Regions from separate parts of the Mus musculus genome. Here all the other regions are linked to region 1. Evidence: chromatin contacts called from public Hi-C and promoter capture Hi-C data. All regions are on one chromosome and are shown on one strand. The core of a region is the stretch at or near the end of the contact, and the rest is flanking DNA. Distances in the headings are between cores, read along the strand shown. Region 1 holds the start of Baz1a (bromodomain adjacent to zinc finger domain 1A). Region 2 has its middle 37 kb from the start of Gm24296. Region 3 overlaps Baz1a (bromodomain adjacent to zinc finger domain 1A).

The links. Promoter capture Hi-C pulls out the DNA fragments that hold promoters and counts their contacts. A called contact is a pair of places that touch in the nucleus more often than the background predicts.
Region 2: a contact with region 1 is called in a Hi-C map of Sertoli cells, with 2.0 times the contacts expected there. The contact joins the enhancer-like site here to the promoter of Baz1a in region 1. A contact is called at or near these places in 19 of 39 promoter capture datasets (the 3T3-L1 cell line, 3T3-L1-derived adipocytes, the C10 cell line and 13 more), 1 of 15 datasets of contacts at CTCF or cohesin (large pre-B cells), 16 of 484 Hi-C or Micro-C datasets (B cells, CD4 T cells, CD8 central memory T cells and 13 more), 11 of 115 datasets of contacts at active chromatin or transcription factors (the 230-238 cell line, CD8 T cells, the HPC-7 cell line and 6 more) and 4 of 9 other capture datasets (adipose tissue, liver, macrophages and 1 more).
Region 3: a contact with region 1 is called in a promoter capture Hi-C map of the HPC-7 cell line. The contact joins the enhancer-like site here to the promoter of Baz1a in region 1. A contact is called at or near these places in 16 of 39 promoter capture datasets (the 3T3-L1 cell line, 3T3-L1-derived adipocytes, the C10 cell line and 8 more), 1 of 15 datasets of contacts at CTCF or cohesin (CD8 T cells), 28 of 484 Hi-C or Micro-C datasets (B cells, the Ba/F3 cell line, the C10 cell line and 17 more), 15 of 115 datasets of contacts at active chromatin or transcription factors (CD8 T cells, the HPC-7 cell line, the SCID.adh cell line and 7 more) and 3 of 9 other capture datasets (adipose tissue, liver and pancreatic islet).

What each region holds. Positions count from the first base shown.
Region 1 is chr12:54,985,012-54,987,711 of GRCm38.p6, forward strand. It overlaps Baz1a (bromodomain adjacent to zinc finger domain 1A), which reads right to left and starts at 1,325. Exons shown (of 27, transcript NM_013815.2): 1 at 1,151-1,325; 2 at 655-796. The coding sequence starts at 767.
Region 2 is chr12:55,032,248-55,034,947 of GRCm38.p6, forward strand. No RefSeq gene overlaps it. Among named protein-coding and RNA genes, the nearest start is that of Gm24296, 37 kb to the left of the region's middle. Within about 2 kb of position 1,339, at least 5 of the 459 cell types and tissues checked have an H3K27ac peak or open chromatin away from gene starts, as enhancers often do. A contact at or near this core is called in Sertoli cells, where this site is marked.
Region 3 is chr12:54,943,804-54,946,503 of GRCm38.p6, forward strand. Baz1a (bromodomain adjacent to zinc finger domain 1A) reads right to left here. Exons shown (of 27, transcript NM_013815.2): 6 at 174-261. Among named protein-coding and RNA genes, the nearest start is that of Gm51983, 26 kb to the right of the region's middle. Within about 2 kb of position 1,313, at least 1 of the 459 cell types and tissues checked has an H3K27ac peak or open chromatin away from gene starts, as enhancers often do. A contact at or near this core is called in the HPC-7 cell line, where this site is marked.

The sequences.
Region 1 (2,700 bases), core at 75-2,574:
CTCCCTCGCAGGTCTCCTGGGGGCGGAGACGCCGAGTTCCCCGGGGACCGGAGTTTAGTCACCAAGAAGAGGCGGTGACAGAGCGTGGCTCTCGTCGCACACTCCCAGGCCTAGGCGGCGCGGGACGCGAGGCCGCCGCTCAGGACACCCGTGCCCCAACGCTCCCCGGCCCCGTCCTCCCGGCCGGTGAAGTAACCCCTTTGCCCCCAACGCGGAGCGAGCCTCCACTCCCGCCCCGTCCCCACCTCAGCCCCGGCAGCCTCCCACTACCAAACGTCAGAAGCCACGCGCGACCGCGAAAAACCCAGTCCGGGGCCAGCCCGCTTCCTGCCCTCGGGCTCGGAGAATCCCTCTCCGGGCTGAGGCACCGGGGCGGCGCGCGGGCTGACCCGGCGGGGATCCCGGAACCGGCGGCCGAGCGCGTGCGGCCACGGCGGGGAGGGGCGAGGCGGGGAGTTTCCGCCCGCCCGGGCGAGCGCGGCGGCTCCGAGCGGTCGCCGGCCTCCGCGGGCCCCGCCGCCAGCCGCCCCACGCGGTCACGGCGCGCGGGGGATGGGCGGCCCGGCCACCCGTCACGAGCCCCGGGAGAGAAAGAGGAGACAGACAGACAAAAGGGCGCGGGGGCGGCTGTCCCCGCTGCGCGGCCGGCCTTACTCGTAGTGGCGGAAGATCTCGTTGGTGACTTTACAGTAGAAAACTTCCTCGTCCGGCCGCAGGTCCCCCGGCGGCTTCTGCCTCACGAAAGGCTTTCGGTGAAGCAGCGGCATCTCCCGGCTGCGCGCGTCCGCCCGCGCCCCTAGCAAATTGGAGGGAAAGGAGAAAGCCGGTAAGGTCGGGGAGCGCCGGGGCGGCTCGGCTGCCTTTTGTGTGACAGACGAGTCCGGTCCTCCCCGCCGCCGGGGTGCCCAGTCTGTCGGGCGGCCGCGGCCCCGGCGCGCCCCGCGGGCGCCTCACAATGGGGCGGACGCCCGGCGGCGGGCGGTGCGGCGGCTCCCCCCCCCACCCCCCAGCGCCGCTCCGGGCCGCCGCACCACCGGTCCCGGGACTCGCAACGTGCTCGACGCATCCCCGGGGCTAGGCGGCCACGGAGCCCGGGCGCCGCCGCGCTTTGTTCCCGGTTCCCCGGGACGCCGGCTGGCGAGCCCCTCACCTGCGAGCACTTGCCCGCCGCCGCACCTTCCCACGAGGAACGCCGCGAGGTCCCGGCCCGCCCCGCCCCGGAGTCTCTCCCGGCCGCCGCCGCTCCCGCTGCCACTGCCGGGCTCCGCGCGGGGATCGCGTCCCGCCGGCACTTCCCCGCCTCTCCGCGCTCCCGGGAAGTTTCTGAGCTACTTTCGGCTCTGAAGGAGGAAGAGCTGTGGGGAGGAGCTTTTCGCTTCTCGCTTCTACCTTTTTATTGGCTACTGGATGACTTTTACAGCCTGTCACTGATACAGGAAGAGAGGGCGAAGAGCCTGGGAGAGCTACATTATTAATTAATGGAGCAACCCCTCGTGAGGAATCAGAAGCATCCTCCATGTTTGAGATTATCGGCCAGAAGATCTGGGGAAAGCGCTAGTGTTCCTTAAACACATGGCAGACAAAGTAAAGTCTTCATCTTTTCCAATGGGCCACCAGCGCCCAGCTATTGAGTTGAAAAGGGGATTCCGGCTCCGATTTAAATTGCGTTTTGAAGAAAGGAAGAATAAGAAACGAAATCGCTAAAACCCTCAAAGTATTTTGCATGCGTAATCATCCATCTTGAAAGAAAGAACTTTTTTTGACACCAGTCCTTCTTGATACTTAAAACAATTCAAAGAGTTTGATAGCTCAGGAAAAGACAAAAGTTTGAAATGTCATCTCACTTATATGATCCCCCTACATATTTAAAACTAAACCCAGAATTTTTAAAAAGTATAAGTAACTTATAATCTACAAGTAACTTAAGGTCAATTTTCAGTTCAATTAGAGTCCTAACGATGTTAAATTTACTACCGAGATGTCTCATTAAACAATTTTCCCATATCAGTAATTTTCACAAATGAAACCAAATTTAATTCTTATAAGACTTGGGACTTTTGAATTGAAAAGGATATTCTAAGTTAGAAGTCATTCAGAATGTTCACCAACTTTTAATAATTTTTGCCATCACTCTATTTGCTTATTTGCAAATTAACATGTAAGAATGAGTCTAAAAGTATAACTGAGGAATAGTCTTCCAGTAAAATGTTACTTTTTTTCCTAATTACTAATGCTGTGAAATGATTTTAAAAACTGGGATCTTCTATAACTATTTGTATGTGGGTGGTGGTGTTTAAGACTATTTACCAGTTATGAACTTCTCAAACTACTATGATTATAGAACGAGTAAAATAATACTTGGTGAAAGTCTGTTCTATGGCACTAAAAAGCAGTTAATAGTGTGTGTGCATACACATTTCTGCATGAGCATAGCCACAGAAGCTTACAAGTCTCCCAGTGGCAAGTATATACGTAAGACTGTATGCTTTTCAGAGAAGTACACAGTACACACTTAAAGACTTGGTGTTTTGAAAATTGACCTCCAAATTTCTGAGTTCGAGGCCAGCCTGGTCTACAGAGTGAGTTCCAGGACAGCCAGGGCTATACAGAGAAACCCTGTCCCGAAAAACAAACAAACAAAAAACTTTTAAAAAATTGACCTCCAAATAATATACAGAATAATAGTAAGAATTCTCTAGG
Region 2 (2,700 bases), core at 89-2,588, 47 kb after region 1:
CAAGCACCAATCTCTAGCGCTATTAATGATACTTTGTTATGTTTGTGGCCAGGAGCATGTTGTCCTTGGAGAGGCTCCACCCAGCAGCTGACTCGGACAGATACAGCCAAAGAGTGGATGGAGCTCGGGGACTCTTATAGAAGAATAGGAGGAAGGATTGTGGGCCCTGAAGGGGATAGGAACTTCACAGGAAGACCAACAGAGTCAACTAACCTGGAACCTTGGAGCTCTGAGAGTCTGAACCACCAAACACAAAACATACATGGGCTGGACCTAGGCCTCTCTGCACATATGTAACAGATGTGCAGCTTGGTTTTCATGTGGGTTTCAAACAACTGGAATGGGGGCTATCCCAAAAGCTACTGTCTGTCTGTGGGATGTGTTCTTCTAGCTGGGCTGCCTTGTCTGGCCTCAGTGGGAGAGAAAGGGCCTAGCTTAGACTTGAAATGCCAGGGTATCCAGGGACCCCCCATCCACTCAGAGGAAAAGGGGAGGGAAACGGGAAGGGTGAAGGATTGTGGGAAGGGGTGACTGGCAGGGGGGCAGTGAGTGAGATGTAAAGTGAATAAGTTAAAAAAAAAGCTAAATAAAAAACCCAGCAACTTGCAATCTGGACTGCATTTTATAACATTAGGAATAACAGACTTAAAGATGTTCATGTATGTTAGATCAAATTAAGGAGGCCCTTTCCTTCTGTCTGATGTGCCTCAGCTGTGGGAAGGGCTAGTTTGAAGTTTGCAGTCACCCGGTTATAATCTTTGCCAGACACCTTTTTGTGTCCCAAGAAAGGGGCTACCATGCTGGAGATCCAACTTGTCTCCTTTTAGTTTGTCTTTCTTGACATCAACAAAAGCAACTTCATCTGCCAAGTCCTTCATTAAGATACTTGAAGGCACAGGCTGTGTCAACAGCACCTACCCTAACAGCTGGAATCTTATTCTGGGGGCCTGTCCTTCCTCCAGAAGATGGGAAATCAGCTCATCCTTGAGGTTTGCTGTCCTGAACTTGAAACCCAGAGCACACGATTGCAAACATCAGGGCCACTTTAGCAGGACTCAGACAGCAGCTCCATCGCTGTTTTAAGTTCTTTTGAGACAGAATCTCACTGTAGCCCAGACTGGACCGGAACACTCTATGTAACTTAGACTGGTCTCCAATTTGTGGGAATCTTCCTGCCTCTGCCTACTGAGTGCTGGCATTACAGGTGTGAGCAACCATGCCTGACTATAAACTCCCCTTACTACCTAAGCTAGGGCCTTTTTTCCCTTCTGTTACTTGCAGCCCTGAAGCCTGGGTATGGTGGTGCTTGCCTGTAGTCCTAGGTCTTGGGAGGAAGACAGTCAAGGCCAGCTTTGGCTACATAGTAAGCTGGAGGCCAGACATGGCTACAATGTGTCAAGAAAGGAGAAGAAAGGAGAAGAAAGGAGAGAGAGAGAGAGAGAGAGAGAGAGAGAGAGAGAGAGAGAGAGAGAGAAAGGAAACCCAGGCAGATGTACCATTTCTATCCCCTGGCTTACAATTAGAATAAGGCCTGTATTTCTTTACATTTTTTATTTTAATTTTTAAAATTATGCATATATATTTGTGTGGAGTGTGTGTGTCTCTGTGTGTCTGTTTATGTGTGTCTGTGTGAGCCTGTGTGTATGTTTATGTATGTGTGTGTGTGTGTCTGTGTGTGTGTGCCTGTGTGTGTGTCTGTCTCTCTGTCTCTCTGTGTGTCTGTCTCTATGTCTCTACATGTGTGTGTGTCTGTGTCTCTGTGTGTGTATGCCTGTGTATGTGTGTCTGTTTCTGTGTGTGTGTGTGTTTGTCTAGTGCCCACAAAGGTCAGAGGCTGTGGATCACCTTGGATTAGGAGTTAAAGGTGGTTGTGAGCCTCCCCATGTGGGTCATAGGAACCACAGTCAGCTACATGAGTTTTGTGTTCTGAACCCCTGAGCCCTCTCTCCAGCTCTGTATTTGGTTTTTGTATTTTTAAATCATTTCATTATTTATTTATGTGTCTGACTGTTTTGCCTGTATGTATGTCTATGCACCATAGAGTCTAGGACAGGGTTGTTACATCTTTGGAATAATATACAGACCATTGTGAGCCAGCACCTAGGGGCTGGAAGTCTGACCCTGACCTTCTGGGAGAGCAGAGCCAGTGCCCTTATATGCTGAGCCATGGCTCTAGCTCCTTGTATTTGCTTTGTAACTTAAGAAGTATGACTTTACAACATCTATAATAAAGATTGGCATTCCCCATAGTAAAAATTACACAGGAGGCACTACGGATCATTTAACCCCTCATTTTCAAGTGAGAAAACTGAAGGTTAAAGTGACAAAGTCATACAACCAGTTGATAGCTCACAGCCCCGTCCCTGCACAAAGCAGCATCTTTTCAGGGAAACATTTGGATACATCGAACAACAGTCTATTTGCTTGTTTTGGGTATAGTAGCTGCACAATCAGTGAAACAGTTAGCAAGGACTTTAGGGAGAGCAAACAAATAAGGGATGGTCCATGGGTGGTTAAATAATTATATTATGAGCACTTAAGGCTAAAAAAGTCCTTAACTTTCTTATTATTAGTCACAGAAGGAGTCTATTTGTCACTTAGATATACATAACAGCTTTAGAAACAGTTGCTCAAATATTTTAATACAAATTGTATCTAGATTGGAAAAAATAATTTAAGACCATATGGGACAGGGAACAA
Region 3 (2,700 bases), core at 63-2,562, 41 kb before region 1:
GTGGTAGTAGAATAAAAAACACTTTAAAAAGTATTAAAGATTAACTCCCCAGATAAAACGAGAGCTATTTAAATCACCTTTGAAATATCATTCTATCAATGTTACAAATCTATAATATTATACATTTGTTATTTTTATTTCTTTCCAATATATGATTTCAGTATTTTCATTACCTTAATTTTAATGACTCCATCTTGTGCTTCACAGTGTTGCTTGAGAAAAAGCTTTAGTTTATCACGAGAAAATAGATGTTTTCTCCGGCTGATGTTGGGGGAAGAAGGTAATATTAGTGCTAACAATTTAATCAGAACTCGATAATCACTATACATTTGAAACTTGACTTCTAAGCCCAGGAGTCTACACAGTGAGAATATTCATCTTTCAAAGATAGTTAGTAAACTTTATTAGAAACTCTACACAGAGGAATTATTCAAGAAATTAGAAAAACTGGAATGGATCAATTATAAAAAGCCTATTATAAAAACAATGTATTTGCTGTTCAAAAACAGAAATAAAGTAAATAGGAGCATTGTTTTTAAACTATTATTTCAAAATTAAAATTAGTAGAAAAATTAAAATAAAAATGATTGGCTATGACAGCATCAACTAGTCACCTGTTCACATAGATATTGTAAGCAAAACATAATGAGATGTTAGCAAATTTTAAAGCACTTTGTGTTTAACCTCATACACCAAGTTCAAGATAAAGTTAAAGAGAATTATTAGATTTCAAAGAAGCAATTTTTTTCTTTCTTTTTTTTTTTTTTTTTTGAGACAGGGTTTCTCTGTGTAGCCCTGGCTGTCCTAGAACTCACTCTGTAGATTAGGCTGGCCTCTAACTCAGAAATCCGCCTGCCTCTGCCTTTCGAGTGCTGGGATTAAAGGCGTGCGCCACCACACCCCGCTCAAAGAAGCAATTTTAATTATCACTTTGATTTTCCTTGAAAGCAGCAAGGGCAGCAATAAACACCACAACAAACAAAACCAAGACAGTCAAAAAACAAAGGGAAACAAAGCCAGCACAACAATCCTGGCAAATGGAAATGTCTTAATGAAATTCGGTACATGTCTTTCAAACAAAAGTAGAGAGCTGCTCGGTGAGTACGCATCCCTGGACCTGAAACCAACTGTGTTCCTTTCCTGGTCTTCAAAGGTTTTTGCCCAGCTGCTGCCCAGGATTCGGAGCAGCTGGCAAACAGAAGGGAGCAACTTACTGACAATGAACACATTGATTCCTGAAGTCTGCATTGTCTGACATGGTGGCCAGTAGCCGCAAATGGGTTTTCTCTTTATAAATACATAAAAAGTTAGTTCCTCATTTTCACTTCAAATAAGGATCAAAAGCTGTAAGTGGCAATTAGCTGTCACTGAACAGGACATTTCATTAACAGTGAAGTTCTATTTGTTACGAGTTCTCTAGTGTGTCAAGTCTCTAACAGGAATAGTACAGGAATAGCACTTTTGAGCCCAATAAGAGTTGTAAGTTAGAGGCTGGAGGAGGCCCAGTGGTCTCCAGCATTTGTGCCTTGCAGAGAAACTGGGTTCTCATTATCCACATGACAGCCCACAATGGTAACTCCAGCTCCAGGAGATCCAAAGCCTTCTCTGTAACCTCTGTGGGGACTAGGAACGCCATGCTGACAAAAACATTCACACACATAAAATAAAGAATCTAAAAAGTAAAACAAAACAAAAAAATCAACTGAAGAGCTGTGTCAGATTGTGTGTTATTTTACTACTTCACTGCCAAGCACAATTTCTTACTCTAATTCTTTAGCTCATGGCCTAGTTGTCCATCACTGGGAAGAGAGGTCCTTTGATCTTGCAAACTTTTATATGCCCCAGTACAGGGGAACGCCAGGGCCAAGAAGTGGGAGTGAGTGGGTAGGGGAGCAGGGTGGGGGAAGGGTATAGGGAACTTTCAGGATAGCATTTGAAATATAAATGAAGAAAATATCTAATTAAAAAAAGATATAAAAAAGAAAATGAGCCAGTAGGGATGGAACTGAAGTCTAGAGGAGTTATAAACTAGAAGTCAAAAAGTAAATAGAAAAATGAACAATATTAAATCGAAACCAGCACTTTTGAACTGCTATCTATACTTTGAACTAAAGACAAAAGGAGACAAAAGAAGTCAACTGTGAGTGAGGGTAGTCCCTGGCCCCACCTCCTAGTCACTAACCCTGATTAGCTAACCCGATTGGCACTCAGTACCTCAGGCATGTTCCACCTGGTGACATTGCTATACAACACTGACTGCTACAAAGTTTATCCTAGAGAACCACACAATTGAGTTATTCTAAAATAATAATTTAAATGATAAAATGTAACAGTTTAAGTACGTTTATGAATTTTTTTGTTGGGCTAAATACTGGGATATATGTGGCCCACTGGACATACCTGCTACAGATCTTAAACTAATGATGTGGCCTGACAAACAAACCAATCACACACCTCACTGCACTACAAAAGGTGACATATCTGGGCTGGTGACCTGGTTCAGTTCGCAACAGCACTTGATGCCAAGCCTGACCTACTTTTGACCCCTGGAATTCAACATGGCAGAAGTGACTCCGACAAGCTGTCCTCTGATCTCTGTGTTACACGGCATGTGTGTACACACGCACACACGCAAACAGTCAATGTTTAAAAGCCCTTTGTTTTGTTTTGTTTTGTTTTGAAAAAAAATAGGATCTCAAA